2 separate regions of the Arabidopsis thaliana genome follow, and region 2 is linked to region 1. The links are chromatin contacts, called in public targeted proximity ligation maps. All regions are on one chromosome and are shown on one strand. The core of a region is the stretch at or near the end of the contact, and the rest is flanking DNA. Distances in the headings are between cores, read along the strand shown. Region 1 holds the start of AT4G33945 (ARM repeat superfamily protein). Region 2 holds the start of MCCB (3-methylcrotonyl-CoA carboxylase).

Evidence for each region.
Region 2: a contact with region 1 is called in a targeted proximity ligation map of shoot, with 10 read pairs. A contact is called at or near these places in 3 of 26 Hi-C or Micro-C datasets (callus, leaf and root) and 1 of 2 datasets of targeted methods (shoot).

What each region holds. Positions count from the first base shown.
Region 1 is chr4:16,263,626-16,269,188 of TAIR10.1, forward strand. AT4G33945 (ARM repeat superfamily protein) reads left to right here and starts at 4,259. Exons shown (of 8, transcript NM_119555.4): 1 at 4,259-4,629; 2 at 4,728-5,039; 3 at 5,120-5,403. The coding sequence starts at 4,494. AT4G33940 (RING/U-box superfamily protein) reads left to right here and starts at 2,394. Exons shown (of 5, transcript NM_119554.4): 1 at 2,394-2,742; 2 at 3,037-3,233; 3 at 3,360-3,458; 4 at 3,668-3,719; 5 at 3,830-4,259. The coding sequence starts at 2,460. The coding sequence ends at 3,987. SSN2 (zinc finger SWIM domain protein) reads left to right here. Exons shown (of 5, transcript NM_119552.3): 3 at 1-55; 4 at 137-244; 5 at 338-601. The coding sequence ends at 439. AT4G33930 (Cupredoxin superfamily protein) reads right to left here and starts at 1,795. Exons shown (of 1, transcript NM_119553.2): 1 at 644-1,795. The coding sequence starts at 1,795. The coding sequence ends at 764.
Region 2 is chr4:16,296,730-16,302,977 of TAIR10.1, forward strand. MCCB (3-methylcrotonyl-CoA carboxylase) reads left to right here and starts at 4,298. Exons shown (of 10, transcript NM_119564.5): 1 at 4,298-4,811; 2 at 4,893-5,012; 3 at 5,177-5,611; 4 at 5,710-5,800; 5 at 5,889-6,130; 6 at 6,209-6,248. The coding sequence starts at 4,569. It overlaps DJ1C (Class I glutamine amidotransferase-like superfamily protein), which reads right to left and starts at 4,270. Exons shown (of 8, transcript NM_119563.5): 1 at 3,914-4,270; 2 at 3,621-3,821; 3 at 3,359-3,508; 4 at 3,090-3,269; 5 at 2,909-2,986; 6 at 2,480-2,680; 7 at 2,119-2,256; 8 at 1,533-2,039. The coding sequence starts at 4,168. The coding sequence ends at 1,824. ABF3 (abscisic acid responsive elements-binding factor 3) reads left to right here. Exons shown (of 5, transcript NM_001342246.1): 1 at 1-166; 2 at 319-612; 3 at 698-769; 4 at 861-890; 5 at 1,162-1,556. The coding sequence ends at 1,242.

The DNA.
Region 1 (5,563 bases), core at 3,009-5,508:
CAAGAGAGGCGTCAAGAAAATATCTGGCTTACCCAGTGGAAGATCCATCTTTCAGGTTTCAACAGTTCTCTCTGGTTAATAAAAGCAATCATATTTGATTATCTAAGAAGATTTGTTTTTTTGTTTGGGTTTTCAGGTTGTGGGGGAATCTCAGAAGAGAGAAGAGTATCTCTGCTTCCCAGGAGATTACTGTGGATGTTATTCTTTCTTCTATGATGTTGTAAGCAGAGGAGAGCACCAATGTGTAAGATTCTTAATCAGAATGCTTCCTTTTCTGTTTAGAGATTTTGTATCAATGTTACTGACTTGTTATATTCTACTTTTCTCTTTTGGCTAGTGTAAACATCAATTGGCTGCGAGGTTGGCTTCTTCTTTGGGTACATACAACGAAATCGAGGTTTCTGATGACCATCTTGCCTTGATGCTCTCAAAGATCTGAAGCTTTCAATACAACTACATGTCTTAGGCTTATAAGTGCCAGTAACCTGGGAATGATCTGTGTCTTTGAGAATTATATGGATCAAGATTCTTCACATGTTTGATGAACAATGTTGCTTCACCTTTTATGTTTAACTTGCTGTATATAAGTCTTGAACTGCTATATTTTCAACTTCTTAATTCAGTGGAAGAAAACTATGAACTTTGTAAAAGTAGTATTCATGCATAAAACTTTTAGTGACTCGTATACAAAGATTAATTAATCAAAAAAGCGTAGAATGGAAACAAACTCAATGATCAAAGAAAGGAACAAGTGGATTTAGAGTTAGTGTGAAGAAGGGCGGGGAATGGGGTGGACAGAGAATTTCATGTTGTGGTTGCATTCGTTGTGGTCTCCACTGGCGAAGTAGTAAGTCTGAACCTTACGGAGAAGCAACTTGAAGCCTCTTGATGATGAACCTCCTCGTGCAACCAGCTTCTTGCCTCTGGCCACATTGCATCTCTTGAAGCTCTTCATGTCTGGGAGCAAGTAGACGTCGTTCTTCTTCTTGTTACGGTGCTTCGTCTTGGATTGGGTTTGATCATCGTTGTTGTACTTGAAAACAAGAACATCGCTGACGTAGAATGGGGCATGCTTTGCTGTCCATTCTGTGTAACCGTATCCGTTTTTCCATACAGTAACCGCAATCTTTCTTCCAGCCGGTATTGGAGCCGTGTGGTTGTGTGTAGAGCCAGTGATGCTGGAGTGGTTTGAGCCAGAGCTGTGATTGTTGTGTGTAGAACCAACGATGCTTGAGTGATTTGAGCCAGAGCTGTGATTCTTGTGTGTAGAACCAAGTATGCTTGAGTGGTTTGAGCCAGAGCTGTGATTGTTATGTGTAGAGCCAGTGCTGCTTGAGTGGTTTGAGCCAGTGCTGCTTGAGTGGTTTGAGCCAGAGCTGTAACCGTTGTGTCTAGAGCCATTGCCGCTTGAATGGTTCGAGCCAGTAGAGGTGTGACCGTTGTGTGTAGAGCCAGTGGCACTTGAATGATTCGAGCCAGAGCTGTGACCGTTGTGTGTAGAACCAGTGCCGCTTGAATGGTTTGAGCCAGAGCTGCTTCCCCAACCCCAGTTTGTATCTGTTCCGTCGGAGCTCCATCCCCAACCCCAGCTTGAACCACCCGAGTTGGAGTCTGAACCACCTGAACCCGAGCCAGAAGAACCGCCAGAGTTGCCGGATCTCCATCCCCAACCCCCGTTCGAACCGGACTGGCCAGAACCCCAACTCCAGCTCCATGCTTCAGCACTCCCGGAGAACACGAACGCAGTAACCATGAGGACGACGAGTAACTTACGTCCACAATAAAGAACCATCATCGTGTCTTCTTCTTCGTTTTTTTTCTCTCTCTTTTTTTTTTATGGCTTTTGTGAGCTCTTCAGAGTTTAGAGTTTCGGTATTTATAGAGTAATGAGAGTCGGTTCCCATTATTTAGTGAATATAATTTTATTTGTTTTTTTAGTAACAGTAATAGGATTTTTTTCTTTTTCTTGGATCAAATAGTAATAGGATTTTAAAAGTGGATAAATCTAGCTTTAGTTATTATTGTTTGAATTTTGATGAGTCTTTTTTTTTTTTTTTTTTGCATATACGATTAACATTGCTTAAGGATATTGTATATATCTTTAACACACAAAAAAAAAGATATAGTATACATAGTTTTGTTTGATATTCTTTTTATTTTCGCACAAAAAAAAAAAAAAAATCTTATTTATACTATAATGAATCTAAACATCTGTCCACCTTTAATCCAAGTACCTCTCCCAACTACTGCGACTAAATGACCCATTTGCCTAAATGTAGTCCTTTACCTTACTGAAAATAGCGAGGACAAATCAGTCATTCACCGCCCTAAAACACGCTTTGACATGTATTTATCCATTTACTGTTATTTTATCTGTAAGAAATCCAAATAAACTCATTTCTGTAAATTAGGAAACTTCTGAGAAAGTGACGAAAGCGAAGAAGGTTTCGGAAGTAAATATGTCTTCCTTGGGGAGCAGCAAATCCCTGAGGGATGAGATGGAGGTAACAACCGCCGATGTTTTTCCGGAGGTTAACGCCGCCGCTGTGACGGAAAATCTTGATCGGAACGAGCTTGTGCTTGCTGACGGAGTCGTGTCGGCTGAGGAAAGGAATATTGAGCCAGACAATCGTGGAGAGAGGAAGATAGAGAGCGAGTCGCCTCCAGAGGATGATGTTTGCCCGATCTGTTTCGGCTCCTTTACGGTTCCGTGTCGTGGAAATTGTGGTCATTGGTATTGCGGTTAGTCTTTTCATCTTTCTTCTTCTTCTTGATTCTCTTGAGCCATTTCATCTACATTGAAGTATCAAGCTTGTGTCTTTTTGGGATATTTCTGTTCGTCAGAGGTAAATTTGGAGAATTGTTTGGGTTGGAATTGGTTTAGGGTTCCTTTTGGTAGCCAAGAATGATTTATCACAACTGATTAACTTTTGAAAGTGTTGATTTTTAAACCATGCTCTGTTACTATGGAGTGTTGTTTGCAATGTCATAAAAAGATCTGAAAGTTTCTTAAACCGGTTGCTGATTTTGTTACAGGAAATTGCATCTTGCAGTACTGGAACTATGCTGCAATATCTAGGCCTTGCAAGTGTCCCATGTGTGTTAGGCACATCACGAAGCTGTCACCAGAACCATCTTTGCAAGAGCGTCAGGAGCAAGAGGTGAAGGAGGTTCTTGATAAAGTCCGTAGGTATAACCGTCTCTTTGTTGGAGGTCTAACTGGCTTTGTTCAGGTACGGTCTTTTTGATTCATGATTTTGTTTTGCTTCTCTTTACTGTTTCATGCATTTCTTATCTATGTATATACTTATTTCTCCTTTTTATGACTTGGCAAAACCACCATCTTTCGAATAATTCAGAAGGTGCATGAGCTTCCGTTTCTAGTGAAGAGAATGGTGTGGCATATGATGGATACAGATGTGAACAATCTGTATTTTCACGAAGTGCGCATCTTTGCAGTTAAGAACATCTTACCCTGAAATTTACATTTCATAGTTTAGTGTTTAGTTATATCTCTACCCACTTATTCTTGTTGTCATTTGTTGTCTGTACTAATGGCCAAGCAAGACAATCTTTGTAATCATCATAGGAGCAACTAGTTTGTATTTATTCTTGTTTTTAAAGGCCATTGAAAGATGAGAAACTAAGTTTCTGTCGGTGTTTGCAGATGTTCATGAGTACCCTTTACACTGCCGCAGAGTTTAACTTCATTCCAACGGGTAAGTTGCCTCACAAATCAAAAACCAGCAATGAAGGGTTAAACAATCTCAATGTGGTGTGTTTAAGGCTTTTAAGCTTTCCAAGATTGATTTTGCCCTCTTTTGTACAGGCGGGTTCAGAATAGTGACAGTTTTTGACTACGCTGCGATTGCTATGATCCTGATTCTACGCTTAGTAGGGATATATCGGAGGAGACGCCTAGCTCAGCAGGTTAGACATCTAGCAGCTGCAGCAATTGAGCCGGAATTAGAGCAAAGGGAATTGTAACAGACACGTGAATCTATTAAGTCTTGTGCAGTTTGATCCTTGTGGATAAGTTTGGTAGTAGATCATAGAAACCTCGAGAGTCGTGTGCAGTTTTACAGACAATGATATTGCAGACTTTAAAAGTATATACATATCTCCTTTTCTAACAGTGGAAATAAAATATTGATTGGAAAAGATCTCTCTGGAAAAGGATCTTAATCTTTGATTAGATGATCAAAGGGTTGAACAAATGTTCGAAGAGTAGAAGTGGATATTCTAAAAGACGAGTGATGAGTGATTTAAAGATTCAAAAATTTCATAATTATCTGAAATAAAATGATGGTAGAAGAAAGAAACAGTGCCTGTGGTCTCGAAACAGTGAAACGACATCGTTTTAATTTCAAAAAGACACCGTTTCTGTTTTAATTAATTGCTTTCAAATCAGTAGAAGAAGAAACATCGATTGAGCTTTCTACTTGAAAACCATCTTTTCCGATCTATCGAATCGGAGCGGCGAAGGAAGGAGAATGGGTGTCCGTACAATATCTCAGGAGGCATTCGACGATCTGGTTAGGGAAAATGTTGAAGATCTTGGTATGGATCCCTCCGAAGCTCTCGAAGACGCTCTCTACACTCTCAAGCTCCAAGGCGTCGATCTCTTTGGTCCGTTTACATTCTCTCCTCTCTTTTTACTTTCTCCAGAAATTGGCCTTCCTCTCGAACTGGCGTTAGTTCAATTTGTGTGTTTGTTTATGGTACAGGGATCATTACATGTGTTCCTGGAGAAAGTAGCGTTAAGGACAATCCGGTGATTGCTTGTTTAGATAGACTAAAAGAATTCGACAGTGTTTCAATAGACGGACCTCTTCGAGATGAGGTTTTCGATGAGATATCGAGTTTGTTCAAGAATCTCAATGAGCTTTGTAGCAGCCAAGAATCAGGGAACGCTGCAATTGCGACAAAACATGGTGCTGTGGATTTAACTTGCTCGATTTGTTCCAAAATCAAGATATCTACTAGAAGTAATCGTGTTCTTGTTCCTTGCTTTAAGGCTTTGGCTGTGTTGATCCGTGGTATGACTTCTGTTCTTGAATTAGTCGTTCTTGTGTGTTTTAACTTTGATTTGTGTTGATCATGTGTTATTCAATTGCAGACATTCAGAGCACAGAGAGATTCAGGAATTGTACTGGACCAAATATCGTTGTTGATCTCTTAAATGATTCCAGCTCCGATTCTGATTTGTTAGATGCTGGTTTTGCGGTTGTTGCTGCTGCAGCAACTGGTAATGAAGTTGTGAAACAGTTATTCATGGAACTGAAAATCGATGAACTTATTCTGCAAGTGTTGAATAGAGAGAGTAAAACTACCATTAGAGCTCTGTACGATGCTATTTGTGCTCTTTTGACTCCAGATGACTTCCGTGTTGTTGCTTCCCAAGTAAGTATGGTTACATTCGTTTGGTATATGCCACTTTTGACTGCGGGAATGAAATTAAGGGAAAACAGCTATATAGCACTTAGCAAACATTTATAATCGTTGTTTTTTGTGCTTATTCATGGACATGCTTTGAGAATTCAAATCCACTAGACTTTTGCTT
Region 2 (6,248 bases), core at 3,048-5,547, 33 kb after region 1:
AACTCAGCCACTACAGATGCAGCAGCCACAGATGGTGCAGCAGCCACAGATGGTGCAGCAGCCGCAACAACTGATACAGACGCAGGAGAGGCCTTTTCCCAAACAGACCACTATAGCATTTTCCAACACTGTTGATGTGGTTAACCGTTCTCAACCTGCAACACAGGTGACTAAAGAACCTAAGCTACTACATTTTGTAGGAAATACAATCATCTGAAAAATATTAGACGTAGCCTTCATGTTTTAAGATAAGCTGGTTTTGGATATGCATGTATGTTTCAGTTATCTGAGCATGACTTGTTTTTACTTTTTTCGCAGTGCCAGGAAGTGAAGCCTTCAATACTTGGAATTCATAACCATCCTATGAACAACAATCTACTGCAAGCTGTCGATTTTAAAACAGGAGTAACGGTTGCAGCAGTATCTCCTGGAAGCCAGATGTCACCTGATCTGACTCCAAAGAGCGCCCTGGATGCATCTTTGTCCCCTGTTCCTTACATGTTTGGGCGAGTGAGAAAAACAGGTGCAGTTCTGGAGAAAGTGATTGAGAGAAGGCAAAAAAGGATGATAAAGAATAGGGAATCAGCTGCAAGATCCCGCGCTCGCAAGCAAGTGAGTGTTTGTTTAAATTTTGGAGATTAAAGAAACCTTAAAACTGTGACCATGTTATTTACTTTTTCACTTTCTTGCTTGACAGGCTTATACGATGGAACTGGAAGCAGAAATTGCGCAACTCAAAGAATTGAATGAAGAGTTGCAGAAGAAACAAGTGTGTCTCGCTTCTTCCCTATCACAATTAAGAATCTCGAGATTTTCATATTTTCTTGAGGTTGTATTCACTGACCAAATGTTTCATGCAGGTTGAAATCATGGAAAAGCAGAAAAATCAGGTACTGTCTTGATTTGAATATCCTCTATGGTTGTTGGCTAGGCTTTTAACTCTCACTCATAATGAATTACACTTTTGGACAGTATTCTAAGCTTTTGAGTAGAATAGTGTAAGCTATACCATGAAGTGAGACATATCATCACATTTTTGATTTCCCACTCTGCATAAAGTATTTAAGATTTGTGAATATGTTGCAATGCCAATTTGGATATTTCATGAGACTAATCTGACGAGCATGGATTTAACGGAAGTTGGCTCATTTGTTGTTGCAGCTTCTGGAGCCTCTGCGCCAGCCATGGGGAATGGGATGCAAAAGGCAATGCTTGCGAAGGACATTGACGGGTCCCTGGTAGAGCTTATAATGGCGTCTAAGGAACCCAACAAAGCGCCGAAGTTATAGAACAACTCAGAAGATAGAAAGCTAGCTTTGTACGTAGTTTAGGCAGGTTCTGTGGGTGATTGTAAATCTTGAAGTGTGGCGGATTTGACAGAGATAGATAAACACATATCTGTTCTATTTTCCTAAATCTTTTGGTTTTATCTTCCTGATGTAATGGATCTTTATCATTTGTCTTGAACATCTTTGTGACTTAACCAGAGTGAATTTATCTTGTATCTTGTCTGCAATTTTTTCTTTAGCTCATTTGGGCCCAAGTCAACACCTTTATTATAGAAGAGAGTAAACATCAAGTTTAGCATCAACATCTGGTAATCCAACTGGGCGTACAAAATTAGATACACATACTAAATTGGCAAAATTCTTGCAGATAGCATCCCGCTTCAGGATAAGGTGCATCAACGTTGAACAGATGATACTTGTGAAAAGTCTCTGGAGTTGAGGTGGTTTGATACCATCGGACCGTTATACTTCGGTTTAAGATCAGTAATGAGACATCTTCTAACTGTGTTTCTTGAACAAGATGCTTTCAAACGGTTACTGCCTTGGATACTCATGCACAAGCCCTTCTGAAACACTCCTTGCTCTAGCATGTCCGAACAGCTTGCTAACAATAGCCAGGGAAAATTTGGTAACAGTTGCGAGCCCCAAACTTGTAATCACGTTTCCATCTATAACAACTTCGGCTCCTTCGATCATTTGTTGATTCATAGGCTCGTCTGACTCTGAAGGATACACAGTCGTTCTCTTCTCCTAAAATAGGATTCCAATTGTTTATGGCGTTTGTCCATGTATATGACAAAGAAAAGAACAATAGTTGTCTTCACCTTACCTTGAGTAAACCATGTTTATGCAAAACGGTAGATGAAGAGTTGGTAGCTCCATATATTCGCCCAGATTCATGTTGTTCCCTGAGCAGTTTCTTGAGAATTTTGGACTTCTGCAGACGTTCTGAGCCAGTATGGCCTCCCTTGGGAATTTCCATCAAAGAAAAGAAATCATATTACTCACCATGGAACAACCAACAGTTGTAGTTTGTCTAAAAGCTTTTCCTAAGCGCATTGATTTGACATGGCATATAAGTTATACTGAAACATGTACATAGCAAGATTTATTTAAGAAGAAGTAAACTAGCGAAATGGTATGAGTTTATTATGAGACTAGGACATGCAGGGTTTTGCTTAAAGCCTTACCGGAAGAATGATTAGATCATATGATGACTCAGCAGCTTCACCAATCAATTTGTCAGTGATAATTTTGGTGCCTTGGAATGCCGTAATCCGCAAAGATCGTTCAACTGATGAAACCGTGACATCTACTTTGGCTCTTCTAAGAACATCTGCAATTGAGACCAGTTCAACCGCTTCAGACCCGTTGGCTACCGGGATAAGAACCTGGATTTAGATGCATCATTAAAACAAGTTTCTCAGCTTTCAAACTAAAATGAAATGTTCTTAGAATCAGCTAACTTTTTCATCTTTCAAAACTAACTGAGCGTGAAAGGAGAAGGAATGGATAAAAGAAAAAACTCCATAGGTATAGAAGATAAAACCAAGATCAGTTCTCATCATATATCATGAGATTACATGGAAATGCATTGATCATAGCTTCATGCGACTTACACGAGGTGTGTGGTCTAAAGACCAGTCAATGCTATTGAACTCTTTGTTCTTAGGATTCTGGTAACCATCACGCAGAAGCTGGAGAAATGATTGGAAAAGAAGACTATGAGAAGATTGTTGCATATCGAGAAGGATAAAGAAAAGCATGATCCAGAAAAGTATAAGTGAATAGGATATAGACCAGAAACTCTTCAATTGACTTGGCTGTGGTTTCTCCGAAGAGCTGCTCCGCCAAGGAAAGAGCAAACTGGAAAGAAGTGCCGGGTCCACGGCTAGTTGTAAGCTCCCCTGAAATCTGAATGTTTGTCTTAACAGCCCAGAATGTAGGAAGCTTCCCGAAAAAAGCAGGATGTCCCGTTGTCTTGCACGATGAACTACACCAAGTTTAGAAATCAAAACATGAAGAGAAAAGATTAGTTACTAGATGACATCAAAGATTTTGATTTATACCCTCTTTCTTGTCAAAAGTCCCCATGGAAGAAGAGTAATAGCTGGAGCCATGGATATAGCCCCGTATAACCGCTTATCTTCAGCTTGTCTCTTCATGATCTTCTCGAGAATTTCACAGTCTCTTAACCTAACAGCACCAGGCATGCCTCCCTTCACAATTTGTATTTCCAGACCATCCAGAAACAAATACACAAAACCATTAAAGTAAAGCTCAAAGACTGTCCTCACTTATAGTTTATGAATCAGCAAAAGAGGAACTTACCGGCAAAGCAACTAAATCATAAACTTGATCAGCACATTTCGAGATAAGAACATCAGCAAGCAATCTGGTCCCTGAGGATCCTTCAACCTCTAGCTTCTGCTCCACAGAAGCAACAGTAACATCAGCACCAGCTCGCCGTAAAACATCAACTAACACAACAGCTTCTATTTCCTCCGTCCCATATCCAATTGGAACAAGCACCTACATAGTTTCTCAGTTATCTCCAATCTCAATCTCTCTACACAAACAAGCTGGACAATTTTAGTTATAGATAACAAGAAAAAAGGAGAAACCTTTTTAGTAGTTGCAGAAGACCCGACGCCAACATCGGAATCTAGCGTTGTTACCATACCCGGAGACATGGAAGATCTAAGCTTTAAAGTTCGGTCCCTCCTTGTTGTCCCTAGTGAAGAAGAAACTACAGAGACTGAAGAAAAACTAGGAGCAACAGTCATCGAGACACAACCCATCGAAGAGATAAGCCTTGACTCCATCAAAGTTGGACTCAGCGAAGCTATCATTGAAATCGAATATCCTAAAGACCCCATTGACGATAGCTAATGCAGCAGTCTGATAATCCCGCCGCTAGACGGAGAGTGAGTTGCGTCTTATCTACTAGTATACACTTCTTGAAGAAAGCTAAAAACGTCGTCGTATCGTTGTCTTATTGCTTGATTGGATAAAGCTTCAATTTTTTCCTCCAATTTTTGTCGAAAATGTAACATTTTTTTTGCTTTCCACTGTGAGATTGTCACACACGATTCTCTAAAGAAATGAGACGAATTTTGAAAACGATTTATAAAAATAGTATTTTTGTTTCCTTGAGCTTATCTCCTCTTTTCTCTTTGGTTTGAGATATGAATTACAGACAATCAAGTAGTCAGTCACAACAGTGTGTATAAATATGTCTTTTAAGTGAAATCGGTTTCGAGAGACAGTGAGACGAAAATGTTAAGGATTTTGGGGAGAAGAGTTGTTTCAGCTTCGAAAGAGCTTACTAGTATTCAACAATGGCGGATCCGACCAGGAACCGATTCTCGTCCCGATCCTTTTCGAACTTTCCGGGGACTACAAAAGGGTTTCTGCGTGGGCATTTTACCGGACGGAGTCGACAGAAATTCGGAGGCTTTTTCTAGCAATTCGATCGCCATGGAAGGGATCTTATCGGAGCTTCGTTCCCATATCAAAAAGGTAAAGCCATCTCATTTATCGATTGATGTCTTAATTGTTTGCAGATGAATGATATAAGTGTATCTCGGTGGAGATTTGTAGGTATTGGCCGGAGGTGGAGAGGAAGCGGTTAAGAGGAACAGAAGCAGAAACAAGCTTTTGCCTAGAGAAAGGATTGATCGGCTACTTGATCCTGGTTCTTCCTTTTTGGAGCTCTCTCAGGTTTTGTTTTGTTTCTTTGTTTGGATTTAATGCACATTTGCAATCTAGAGTTTATTGTTGATTAGTACTTGCATAAGTTAGGAAAACAAAAGAAGATTAGGGAATTGGCATTGATTAAAAACTTGTTTGATGTTGCTGCTTACTGGATATGAATATGTTTGCAGCTTGCAGGACATGAATTGTATGAGGAGCCTTTGCCTTCAGGTGGGATAATCACAGGGATAGGACCAATCCATGGACGTATTTGTATGTTTATGGCAAATGATCCTACAGTTAAAGGAGGGACGTATTATCCCATTACTATCAAGAAACATCTCAGAGCACAAGAGATTGCTGCTCGGTGCAGACTTCCTTGCATATATCTTGTTGATAGTGGTGGTGCTTACCTTCCAAAACAGGCTGAGGTTTTCCCTGACAAGGAGAATTTTGGTAGGGTTTTCTACAACGAATCGGTTATGTCATCTGATGGAATTCCACAAATCGCCATTGTTTTAGGCTCCTGCACTGCTGGTGGTGCCTACATTCCTGCCATGGCTGATGAAAGTGTAATGGTCAAAGGGAATGGTACCATATTTTTAGCAGGACCGCCACTTGTCAAGGTCAATTTTCTCAAGTTACTTTCTCTCTCTCTCTCTCTCGTTCTAGTCTTAAGTAGTTTCTTGAGAATCTAACGCTAAATGAAAAAGCTTTTGAACAGGCTGCTACAGGAGAAGAAGTTTCAGCTGAGGATTTAGGAGGCGCCACTGTTCACTGTACTGTGTCCGGTGTGTCAGATTATTTTGCTCAAGGTACATATATTCATCTCTTTCTGCAATTTAATATGAAAACAATAATCGTGTTTTAGAGTTTAGACCTTAAGATGCTCTAAGCTTGCAGACGAGCTACATGGCCTCGCTATTGGAAGAAACATTGTCAAGAATTTGCACATGGCTGCAAAACAAGGGATGGAAGGAACATTTGGAAGCAAAAATCTTGTATACAAGGAACCGCTCTATGACATAAACGAGCTTCGCTCCATTGCTCCAGTAGATCACAAACAGCAATTTGATGTGCGGTCTATTATTGCCCGGATTGTTGATGGAAGTGAATTTGACGAGTTCAAGAAACAATACGGCACTGTGAGATAATGTTATTCGCCTTATTTTGTATCCAAATGTTACCTTTTTACTTTCTTATGTGGAACTTCTTTTTGGCAGACGCTTGTGACTGGTTTTGCTAGAATTTATGGTCAGACGG